Linked DNA regions of Mus musculus: all the other regions are linked to region 3. Evidence: chromatin contacts called from public HiCAR-type and promoter capture Hi-C data. All regions are on one chromosome and are shown on one strand. Each heading gives the region's core, a stretch centred on a gene start, on an enhancer-like site or on the middle of the called end of the contact. The rest is flanking DNA. Distances are from core to core; before and after follow the strand shown. Region 1 holds the start of Depdc1a (DEP domain containing 1a). Region 2 holds the start of Rabggtb (Rab geranylgeranyl transferase, b subunit). Region 3 holds the start of 4930570G19Rik (RIKEN cDNA 4930570G19 gene).

What was found. Promoter capture Hi-C pulls out the DNA fragments that hold promoters and counts their contacts. HiCAR-type assays count read pairs that join an accessible place to other places.
Region 1: a contact with region 3 is called in a promoter capture Hi-C map of cranial neural crest. The contact joins the promoter of Depdc1a here to the promoter of 4930570G19Rik in region 3. A contact is called at or near these places in 2 of 39 promoter capture datasets (cranial neural crest and liver).
Region 2: a HiCAR-type map of astrocytes shows a contact between it and region 3, with 5 times the contacts expected there. The contact joins the promoter of Rabggtb here to the promoter of 4930570G19Rik in region 3. A contact is called at or near these places in 2 of 39 promoter capture datasets (the 3T3-L1 cell line and hippocampal neurons) and 1 of 115 datasets of contacts at active chromatin or transcription factors (astrocytes).

Annotation. Positions count from the first base shown.
Region 1 is chr3:159,493,418-159,497,337 of GRCm38.p6, forward strand. It overlaps Depdc1a (DEP domain containing 1a), which reads left to right and starts at 2,016. Exons shown (of 12, transcript NM_001172092.1): 1 at 2,016-2,149. The coding sequence starts at 2,102.
Region 2 is chr3:153,910,127-153,913,836 of GRCm38.p6, forward strand. Rabggtb (Rab geranylgeranyl transferase, b subunit) reads right to left here and starts at 2,077. Exons shown (of 8, transcript NM_011231.2): 1 at 1,799-2,077; 2 at 565-762; 3 at 135-240. The coding sequence starts at 1,933. Gm24494 (a small nucleolar RNA gene) reads right to left here and starts at 1,564; the gene lies at 1,484-1,564. Snord45c (small nucleolar RNA, C/D box 45C) reads right to left here and starts at 2,063; the gene lies at 2,003-2,063. It overlaps Snord45b (small nucleolar RNA, C/D box 45B), which reads right to left and starts at 485; the gene lies at 441-485.
Region 3 is chr3:156,559,622-156,563,078 of GRCm38.p6, forward strand. 4930570G19Rik (RIKEN cDNA 4930570G19 gene) reads right to left here and starts at 2,066. Exons shown (of 4, transcript NR_040399.1): 1 at 1,855-2,066. It overlaps Negr1 (neuronal growth regulator 1), which reads left to right and starts at 2,173. Exons shown (of 7, transcript NM_001039094.3): 1 at 2,173-2,731. The coding sequence starts at 2,574.

The sequences.
Region 1 (3,920 bases), core at 766-3,265, 2.9 Mb after region 3:
AGCAAACATGTTTTAAAAGAATTTTTAAAAGACTTCTTTAGACAGAGGAAATAACACCTAAAATGACCAGTAGATTTGAAAAGGAAACAGAAATAAAAAATAACTCTGTAAATTTAATATACACTTGTTGTCCTTTACACTTCTATAAAATACATGTGATTTCTGAAAACAAGAATCAAAACATATCTTGTCTGCAGTTAATGTAGATATAATACAAATGCATACCATAACAAAGCAAGGGAAAATAAATGAGACTATCTGGTAAAAAGTTCACCAGATACCTTATGGGGAATAAACTATAGAAAGCAAAACTAGATATAAATATCTTCATGCACACTGCAGCTATCTACAGAAAAATGATTATTAAAATCAGAAGCAAGATTAACAGGAGTAGATTTGTCATGTTTTAAGGTGAAACTCATACTTAGAAGGCAAGTAACCTGGATTATTATGCTTTGCCTGTACAACTTCATATCACTCTTAAAATCCCCTTAAAACTCCATTCTACCATGGCTTCATGATTCTGTTTATTTTCTCAATAAACACCCTCTCTCCATGTGGCTCACTCTAAATCACAATCAGCTCTGGTATTTCCTTCTTAAACAGACCCTACCAAAAAGAAAGGCTTCATAACTTTTCCACACATTCCACATAGTTCATTAAGGTTATCATAGTGATTTAGAAAATACATCATTGATTTATTTACTTCACAACTTATATAAATCATGAATGTGTGCTCAGTGTAAATTTAGGCAAATTAAGAGAAAAACTTCTAAAAGAGACAACTTTTTTTGCATAGAGTAAACCTTTACAGACCCATTCATCCAGATTGATGTTCTTCCAATTTTTCAATAAATCTTCTCTTCATGAAGCTAGTAAAGCAGCGAATAAATCAGACCATATACAAATACACATATTAGTAAATACACATACATATTAAAGATCGTGCAAAAGAATAAGAGAAGTAGACGGAGAAAGAAAATGTTGGTACTGCAAGTAAAATGTGGACAAGAAAACAGATGATGTGAAATTTATAAATAAATGTCAACTACTTTAAGAGAATGTTCCTTTTTCTATGAATTTCTACTATAAAGGTTAATTTCCAGACTTTTTGGTGACCTTTTCTCAACAACGACAACAAAAATTCATAATGTTTTCACTATTCTGTGCAAATGATTTCTATGTCATTGTTATTATATAAATCACTACCTTTTCTAGAAGGTGATAGAAGAGCAAGTCAAAGGAATTTTTACAGAGGTGTGAACACACAAATGTATGTATCTTGGTCCTATAAAACAGTACAACTAAAGACAACTGATTTTTAAACAGTAATAATTCATCTTAATTGAAAAAATCATATTAAATCATGGCAAATATAGACATTTGGTGTACACATGTCACATAAGCCAGCACTACCCTCTAACAGGTAGGGACTGAAAGATGATAGGGAAACCTGCAAGTAAAGTCTGTTTTGATATGTCAAATAGGTATCTAAGCTGCTTGTCCAGGGTTTGAAACTTGTGTGTGTGTGTGTGTGTGTGTGTGTGTGTGAGAGAGAGAGAGAGAGAGAGAGAGAGAGACAAAGAGACAGAGAGACAAAGAGACAGAGAGACAGAGACAGAGAGAGAGACAGAGAGAGAGACAGAGAGAGAGAGAGAGACAGAGAGAGACAGAGAGAGACAGAGACAAACAGAGACAGAGAGACAGACAGAGACAGAGCTTGAAAGAAAATAAACAAACACACACCGAGGTCTTTTAGGGGTAGTGTCCGGGTGAAACCCAGCCTGGCTTATATTAACATTGCTGAAGAGCCCCTAGAATCAAGAAGGGAGAGTCGTTTCTGCTGTCGTGCCATTCTTTAGCTATACAATCGCTTTGGTTCTGTGCTCCACAGCTCTCCTGCACCACCCAGACAAGCTGTGCTCGCGTCACAGCGCCTTCCCCTCCGTGTAGCATCATGTGACTCAATGGCGCCGCCAATCAGCTTCGCTCGGAGATATTCAAATCAGCAGCGCGGCAGTTGTTTCCGACACCAACTCCAGGCCACAGAGGTTCCTGCTACCGCGCACTTTCCGCAGCCTCTCAGCCCGGCAATGATAGCATGGAGCGTCAGGGTGCTCCTCTTGGACCTTACCGGGCCACCAAGCTGGTAAGAACGTGGAGGAGAGGGACCAGAGACCGAGGTTTTCCGAGGGATCCTGGGTGTAAAAAAGTTTCCTGAGGGGATTCAGAGCTACTAGATTCGTGAGCCAGGGATCTGGTATCCCGAGTGAGCCAAGGCGCCTAGATTTCGGAGAAAGGTGCTGAGGGAAAGGTGCTGAGATGCAGCTGCTCCTGTCCGGGTCTTTGATTTGCACTCCTCTCTGGTATTTCTCAGTTTCAGATCCAAAGTGCTCTACCCCAAAATTGTATCACTTTCTGACTCTGCGAGACAACTCCTCAGATGTCTTCTTTCCCCCTGATTCGCATAATAGTCTTAGCCACTTTTCACTTGTAATCTACAGCCTCTCAGAATTAGAAATTAAAGTTTCAAGTCTGGAAGCCCAGGCATGACAGCTTGGCTTATTGACCCTATAGAATTTGTGAGTAGCACTAGGAAAGAACTATTCAACCTAAACCCCGAGTACTTTAGTAATCACTTTTAATAGTCACTGGGGCTGCGCATTTGGATTACATTGAGATTCACCTAACCTCAGTTTCCACATTGGTACAATGGCACAATACATGCCCACTTTAAGAGATTTTCTAAAAATATTCTGTGTATGAGAATGTGTGATAGTCTATAGAATAACAAGCAAATTGTCTTCTCACAAATGCTGGCCCTACTTTACCTTGTGGGAACTAAGTTTCAAAGAAGGAACTCTCTGAAAGCCACATAAATGATGGATGGAAGAACTAGAAAATGTACCACTTTCTGTCAGGGTGATCTTGATATTCTAGTGCTCAACAAGTAGTGGTGGTTATGTTTATCAGTAGAAAGGATGGAATTTAGTTTTGAAATGTACCTTAATGAGGTAGTCCTGTCACATCTTATATGAATTTACCATCTTATATGAAAGTAACATAAGCAACCCCCCACACACAAAAATGTCAAGTACTAACAAAAATTTACATAAAATAAGGGTTTTGTTGATTACCACAAGATAGATATTAATACAAGGATACTGAGGTACAGGGAAGGAAAGAACAAAGATTTATAAACAAAAAGTAAGACTAAAGTTTAAGCAAATACAAAATGTTTCAGCCTGGGAACTTACAAATCCATCACATTTCAAAAATATTGTGACATCTGTGAGTGCAGAGTCACATGTTACTTTATTACTGTGGTGAAGCAGTTCAGTACAGTTTCTTGAAAGTAATGAGAGAGGTTTGGGGAAAAATAATTATATTTACTGTTTTTCAGCTGTAAAACCAATATTGTGATCTTACACGTGATACAGTAGTAATATAATTAATAGTCTCATATATAAGGTTAATAATCTGTTTCTAACATGATTTTTTTCTATTAAAAAGTTGTGTTAATTGTATTATGTTCTAGTGTTGATGTCACAAATCTAGAAAGTTGATGTATTTGAAGGTAACTCAGAAAATAAATGGTTTTCTTTACATAAATATTCATAAGTTCATTAAATGTGCAATGGATTTGTTTTACTAATCATTTTATCTCTACTATCTATGTTCCTTATAGATATTTGTTTGCTTGATTGATTGTTTTAAGGCAGGTCTTTCTATGTGGTTCTGGCTGTCCTGCTACTCACCATGCAGACCAGGTTGTACTTGAACTCACAGAGATCCACCAAGCTTTGCCACTAGGCCCAGCACTATAGGAATCTTCATAAGAGATACTGTACTAAATACCTAGCATTAAAAGCCCTTTGGCATTATAATTGCTGCATGCCAGAAATCTTATCTGGCTAGTA
Region 2 (3,710 bases), core at 827-3,326, 2.6 Mb before region 3:
ATTTTATTCCAGTTAGACCAACTGCTTAGTGGGACCTGAAAAGACGGAACAACTTGAAATCTTATGATTACTACCACCAAGACAAAAGATATTCTGAGTAGGAGTAGCTGACAAAAACTGCAATCTGGTCTTACCCCAAATGTCTCCAGCAAAGGAGCCATCTTCTTTCTGTAGGCTCTGAACATAGGCCACGACCTTATCTACGTTGATAACATGAACACTGTCATACAGAGTAAGAATCTGAAAGACAAGCGGGTGTCACAGGTTTGTCCTGGATCAGAGTCACCCACCAGGCCCTCTCAAGCTTACTATAAACTTCTTGTTCCCTTGATAAGGTAAGAAACAGGTAGGGCTTTAACTATCCTCTGGCTCTTCATTGAAACCAAATTTGAACTGGACTGTGCTTCAATTAACATACACAAGGAGTTCACCTTCCAAGGTCTCAGTGTAATTTGTAACTTGCATCAGGTTAGCATTCAGCTAATACATGCCATGACATCACTGACCTGTGGGAAGTAGCCTTTGGGTGGTCACAGCAAGTGGCAAGGTTTCACAAGGGCTCACCTGGACAGCACTGAGCGTGTACAGAAGGTGGGGGTCGTGCCCAATGCTAGCACTTATTCCCCCACACTCATGCTGGCACGACTTGATAAACACCAGGATTTCTTCTCGGTTCATGCGATGAAGCTGTCCCATGAGGTCCATCACAGTCAGGCCCCAATAGACGCCGCTCATTCTCAGGTATTCAGACATGCAGTATTCCTAGGAGAAGCATCTCAGATTTGCCACTCTGACTTTACATAACCCACCTCTACCTAAGTCAGCTGTGAACAACTCGTAAGGCTTTAGAGTGGCGGTTGCCGACCCTTTGGGCCCCACATTCTGATTCCTAACAATGAAACTAGTTATGAAGTAAGTAGCAACAAAAGTTATCTCATGGTCGGAGATCGCCACAACACGTAGAACTGTTAGGAAAGGTCACAGCAGCAAGAAGATTGAGAGCCAATACTCTTAGTCTCCAAGTGCTAACCTCAGGTGAATTAACCAAAAGCAGTATTGATGCCTACTGTTTACTAAGCATCAATTATTGCATTCTACAAATGAAGTCTATGAATACGGAAAGATAAATGACGCTAAAGATGGGAACCAAATGAAGCATTACCTCACAAGCATTTATTCAGGTGAAGGCCTCACTGGCGTGCTGCCAAACCAAACCCAAAAGAACCAGGTGCACAGTTGGCAAGAAGGCCACACATTTGGGCCTATGATTCCCACTAACTGAAAAGTTGTAAAGACAGTCAAATGCCACGCTCTCTAAGACAGAGAGCTGCTGCACAAATACTTTTACCCAAATGACTCCTCCTTGGAGGGTCCCCCCACAGCTTGGGCCTTCTCAAACTCAGCCACCCCTGCTTGCTGCTGGCAACCTCCCCGGCCATTTCCCCAGGCACACCATTACATCAAGTTTAGGTAAAACCTTTTCAAGGTCTCAGCGTAATTCTAGAGCTAAAGTGTTATGACACATCAGCGAATTCAGATAATACATGCCAACACATCATTGACCTTCAAGGTTTTACCCCAGACAGAAATGAGCAAACCCCTTCTACCTGCAGCCCTGCACTTCCGCCCTTTATGTACCAGCACATGACTGATGTGGTCAAATACCAACCTCTGATATACAAGGTACACCTATAATACATTTTAAATCAGGCCTCTCAATTAGTATTATACAAGTAAGTATTATACTTATTGCTGTTAGTCTTAGAAACCTTTCAACAGAAAAAAGAATCATACGCACATAATCATCTTTCTTTGAGCCATAGGAAGCAATATAATCGGCATGCTTCTCCAGCAACAGGGTGTCAGGCGCATCTGACTTGATAGTAACGTCTTTCTGCTGTGTGCCCTTCCAAGAAAAAAGCAGAGATCCCATTCACCATCCGGAAATCGTGACATCTCAGACTCACACATAGCCAGATCTCAGTACTTTTTTTCTTTCAGGTCTCAGAGTAATTCTAGAGCTAAAGTGGTTTATAATCAACTTTAGATTCAGAATACATGCCAGCTCATCATTGACCCGAATCTTGACGCTTATCTTTTGAGTTATGCCAGAAATACACACTCTTGCTTAACAAGTTTGAGGCTTCAGCGCACCTTTCTACAGTCTTCACATGCTAACCCCTTTGCTAAATAATCAGACCCATTAGCTCCAAATTCCACCTTCGATTCTAAGACTCACCCAATAAGTAGGTCAAAGCGATTGCCAAAATAAATTTCCTACTTTATTCAGAGTCTCGGCTATGAAGCCCTGTCTGGTCTGGAACTCCCTGTGTAGACCAGGCCACCTGCTTCTGCCTCACTTCTTTAATCCAAGAGTGTTAGGATTAAAAGGCGTGGGCCAAGGCCGACTTCCTTCCATCCCAGTTAAAATGTTTAACTATGAAACAACATTCGTAAATGATCATGTAACCTTCAAAATACAGGCACGTACAAGTCCCCGATGTTAAGAAAAAATATCAGGCGGCCCAATCCAGGAAGGCTCGCCCACGGTCCGCGGATAAGATCCCAGGCCTCGAGAAGTGCAGAAAACGCTGAGCCATACACAGCTCAAGCGGCAGTCCAAGTATGGCCTAAGGAGGCCGAGGCAGGGGCATTGCGGAGAGCTCCAGGCCAGCCTGGGCCCCACAAGAATGATCGCCTTGCAGGCCCGCCTGTTCCCCATGCTGTGCGAGCCCGCGATGCCCCGCAGCCCGACCCACCGCCCAGACCACCCCTGCCTCCGCGCACCGCAGCGACGGTGCTCTCACCATGTCCGACCGCCGAAAGACTGAAGCGCGCGGGAGCACGGGGAGTCAGGGCCCGCGCGCCTGCGCACACGCGCCCGCCCGGCCGCCCACGCCCTACGTAGCTGGCCACGCTCTGCCCGAAGGACCCCGCGGCCGCGATTTAGCCGGTCGCACACCTGCCTGAAGGACTCCGCGGTCACGATGCAGCCGGCTACGAGTCTGCCTGAAGGACCCCATGTCGCTCAGTTTGCAAAGAGCTTTCCTTAGCATTCAAGGAGCCTGGACATTGATGTCAACCACAGCGTTCAAACCCGGAGTGCTAGTGCAGACCTGTTATCCCAGCACTGGGAAAGCGGAGGCAGGAGGATCAGTGATCCAAATCCTCAGCTGTGTAGGCACTTGGAAGCCAACCTGAGCTCGAGTCCCTATCCCCAATACCCTCGAAGATTGATCAGTTATAGAGTGTCTGTTACCCAGCTAATCAAAAAGCGCCACATATATTGCTATGGAAAGATCCTTGAAAGACACCAGGTGAAAATACATGCTTCGTTTTGATCCCAGAAATCATTAAAATAAGGTTAATTTTTCCACTCTGTGCTGGTAAATTAATATGGTTTAACCTCTTCATTTTTAACCTTTTTTTAAAGTCCTGGGCCTTGAACTCACAACTGAAAATGCTAGGCATGCGATCTCCCCCGCCCAGTTTGCCTCTTCAAAGAATAAAGTATGCCTCCCCACCCTAAAGAACTATAGCTGCAATGCAACTAACTAGTTATAAGTTCATTTATCACTCTAAAGCCAAGATGTCAGATACAGCCACGGGAGGGATTGGAATGTGGCCAGTCTAAACTGGAAAATGCTGTAATCGTAAAATACAAATTGTGTGCCACACTTCTCATTTTAAAGTTTGTTGGCTGCCTTCTG
Region 3 (3,457 bases), core at 816-3,315:
TGGAACTAGTTGGCCACGTAGTGGGAAGTCAAGCCTTCTAATACCTCGTTTGTCCTAGATAATTTTAAGCTTTATCCAGAGTGCACTGCCAAGAATGTTAAATGAAGTACACAAGAGGAGAGCTTTAGGTATCTGGCATCAATATTAGTGGGAGGCTGCCATTTGACAATAATTTCCCTAGCACAGCAGACGGTAAAGAAAAATGTTTTCATTCATCCGCAAATGACTAACATTTTATTGATGTTTCGAAATGCGGCTGAATACTACCGCACTTTCAATTCCCGAGCGGGTTCTGAGAATTAAGCCTGAATACTAATCACATCAGTAGCTCCTGCTGCAAACCTCTCCGTTAATTGCTGAGCCTCGCAGGGAATCTTCTGCAGGGTGGTGATGTTGCTTAGAGGCTCCTGGATAGTCAGTCTGGGTGGTCCCGGGTGATGTGAATTGCTGGCCCTACCCCATCTATCCTTAGACAACGTGATAAATAAAAATAAAAAATAAAAAGCCACCTTGGGTACCACCAACATCTATGACTCCTGCCTGCCTCATCAAGAGCTCAGTCTGGGGAGGAAGCCGGATGCTGACCCCTGCAGAGATCCTTGCTTCAGTGCGCTCTGCCGCGGGGCCCTGCTGGCGTTCAGAAAAAAATAAAAGAATAAAATAAATAAATAAATAAATAAATAAATAAATAAATAAAGGAGTTCAAATGAGCACCAGTGAAAGACGAATGTGTTTTGTAAATACCGCTACAGGCGGAAGGTGGGGGAAACCAAGTGGTGAGGGTAAGTTATTTCTAACCACCAGCTTCCCAAACTCCTCATGGGCACTGGAATCGCTGTTCTGGATTCAGATTCTCTCATTGATTTGCAAATCGCCTGGAAGACCTCTAGGATCTTAGGGTTGAAAATGAGTGCCAGAAAGGGGGTGGGGGGGGGGGAAGAGTGGACTATGGGGTGACCCCCGTGCCTTGTACCCTGTTTTGCCCTGACCTGGGCGTAGGCTAGCAGATCCGCGGGACACTGCTTGCCCCTTGAGGGGTTGAGGTTACTGCTCAAAGGATGCAGGTCCACCCCAACTGGGAGGCGGTGAAAAAAAAAAATACAACTGGGACTCTTTAAAGCCGAGGAATGCCTTGGCTTCAACCGAATGCGCAAGCCTTCCGCCCAGTAGGCTCAAATGGGTTAAACTGCCTCTTACATAACAGGACCGCCTAGCTCCACACAATTAAAACACTGATTGCAGCCTCCTCCAACTCTGCATCCCAGTAAGGCCCGCCCATCCCTCCCGTTGCGCCTGCGTGTCGCGCGCTCCCGGGCCCAGCACGCGCCCTGCACACTCCATCTCCCTCTCACAAGTGGACACTCTGTGCTGACACCACACGCGCACACACACTCATGCGCAAGTTAGTATCAAGACGCACAGAGAAGGGCAGGCGTTCTCCAGTACGCACAGGCGGACTCACACACGCACTAGCTTTCGGTCGGCATGCCCGAATCACTATACTGTCCCCGTAAAGCAGCAGCGCCGCCACAATCCCTGCTTATCTCCAAGAGAGGGTGAAAAGAAATACCCCCACTAAAGGAAAAATAAGGAACGGAGGGAAGGAAACAGGAAGGGGAGAGAAGAGAGGAGAGGAGAGGAGAGGAGAGGAGAGGAGAGGAGAGGAGAGGAGAGGAGAGGGGAGGGGAGGGGAGGGGAGGGGAGGGGAGGGGAGGGGAGGGGAGAGGAGAGGAGAGGAGAGGAGAGGAGAGGAAGAGAGAGAAGAGAGAGCTAACTGGCAGTTTATTAACAGCGCTATTAGCTAGTCAGGATTAAAAAAAAAATACAAGACAACAACAAAAAAAGCCAACTCACTCAGTCTCAGGCGTCATGATGGCGCCGACCCCAACTTGAGCACTTTAAAGTCGGGGGCCCGAGGAGCCGAAAGCACCAGAGGGCAGGCCTGGCCCTTATGCCCTGACTTCCCAGCCCCGCGGCTCGCAAAGCTCTCTAGTTCGCGCTGCCAAGCCGGACTAGACCTCGGCGTATCCTCAGTCGCCCTAGCTTCCCAGTCCCTCTTCTTTCCTCTTTTTGATCTATCTCTTTCGCTTCTCCGGCCCCCCTCCCTGCCTGGTCCTCCATCCCTGGGCGGGGTTGCTACGGAAACGGCCGCTTGGCAACGCGCGCGAGCCCGGGGGCCGCCGGCCGCTGCTGCGCCCCGCGCTGCCTGCGCCGCCTCCCGCGCTCTGCTCGCAGCCTCGCAGGACGGTGTGCGGCCGCCAGGGATTAGCCACGCTCCGGACGCGGCCGGGCGCCCCGAAGGAGGTGGAGCGCGGTGCCAGGGGGCGGGAGGGGAGGGAGGGAAGGCAAGCTGCAGAGGAGCAGAAAGGAGGCGAGGCCGGGGAAAGAGGGAAACTACGCCCGACAACTAGGGAGGGGGCGAGAAAGAGAAGAAACCCACCCACCCACTCAGAAAAAGGAAAAGAGGAAAAAAAATCTCGTGTGGCGCGCCGCCTGGTTATCGGGCAGCCTCGCCAGCAGCAGGGGGTGGGAGCCGACGCTGCCGGAGAGCGAGCAGCCTGGCAGGCACGGACATGGTGCTCCTGGCGCAGGGCGCTTGTTGCTCGAACCAGTGGCTGGCGGCGGTGCTTCTGAGCCTGTGCTCTTGCCTCCCGGCCGGGCAGAGCGTGGACTTCCCTTGGGCGGCCGTGGACAACATGCTGGTGAGGAAAGGTGACACAGCGGTGCTCAGGTAGGGACCGCGCGCCCTCTCTACACTTGCCTCAGTCTGTCTTTCCGTCCCTTTCCCTCTCTGCACCTTGCTTTACACCCAGAGTGAATCCTGCTGTTGCTCACGAGCAAAAACACCACACCTCAGGCTAGCCACGCATGACCCTTCCTGGGCTTCTCGGACCCCGGGGCAGGGGTCTGGCTGGATTAGGGAGAGAGGGAAAAGCGCTTTCCAAGCAGCCCGGGCTTAGGAAGTGTGGGGCTTGAAGGAGGGGCAGGTGCCACTTTGGAGCCAGGTCTCCGCTCTGCTGCCAGCGGTACTCCAGGAGTCTGACAAGTTTACAGGGCTTGTTTCTGCTTCACTCCGTAAGCGACTTTTCTCAACTGCTGGCTCTGTGCTCCATTTATTTTCCCTCTCACTTGAACAGTAAGATCCAAATATTCCATTCAGCTTTTTTCCCCCTCCTGTAGCTGCTTTCCTTCTGTGTTTCCCTCTTCCTCTGTCCCCTATCCCATTTCTCCAACTCCCTCTTCAGTCACCCCTATTGCCTCCAGTCTCTGGTTTACTCCTATGCTATAGTGTTCCCAGTGTTTCCCTCACACCTTAGTTCCTGTCATTCCTTATTCTCCCTGTTTTTCCAGATTTCCCTTTCCACTAATTTCCGGTCCTCACCATAGCCCTTGTCTTCCCCTCCCAGACCATCATCTGTCTCCAGCTTTGCCTCCCATGCACTTTTCTGTCACACCC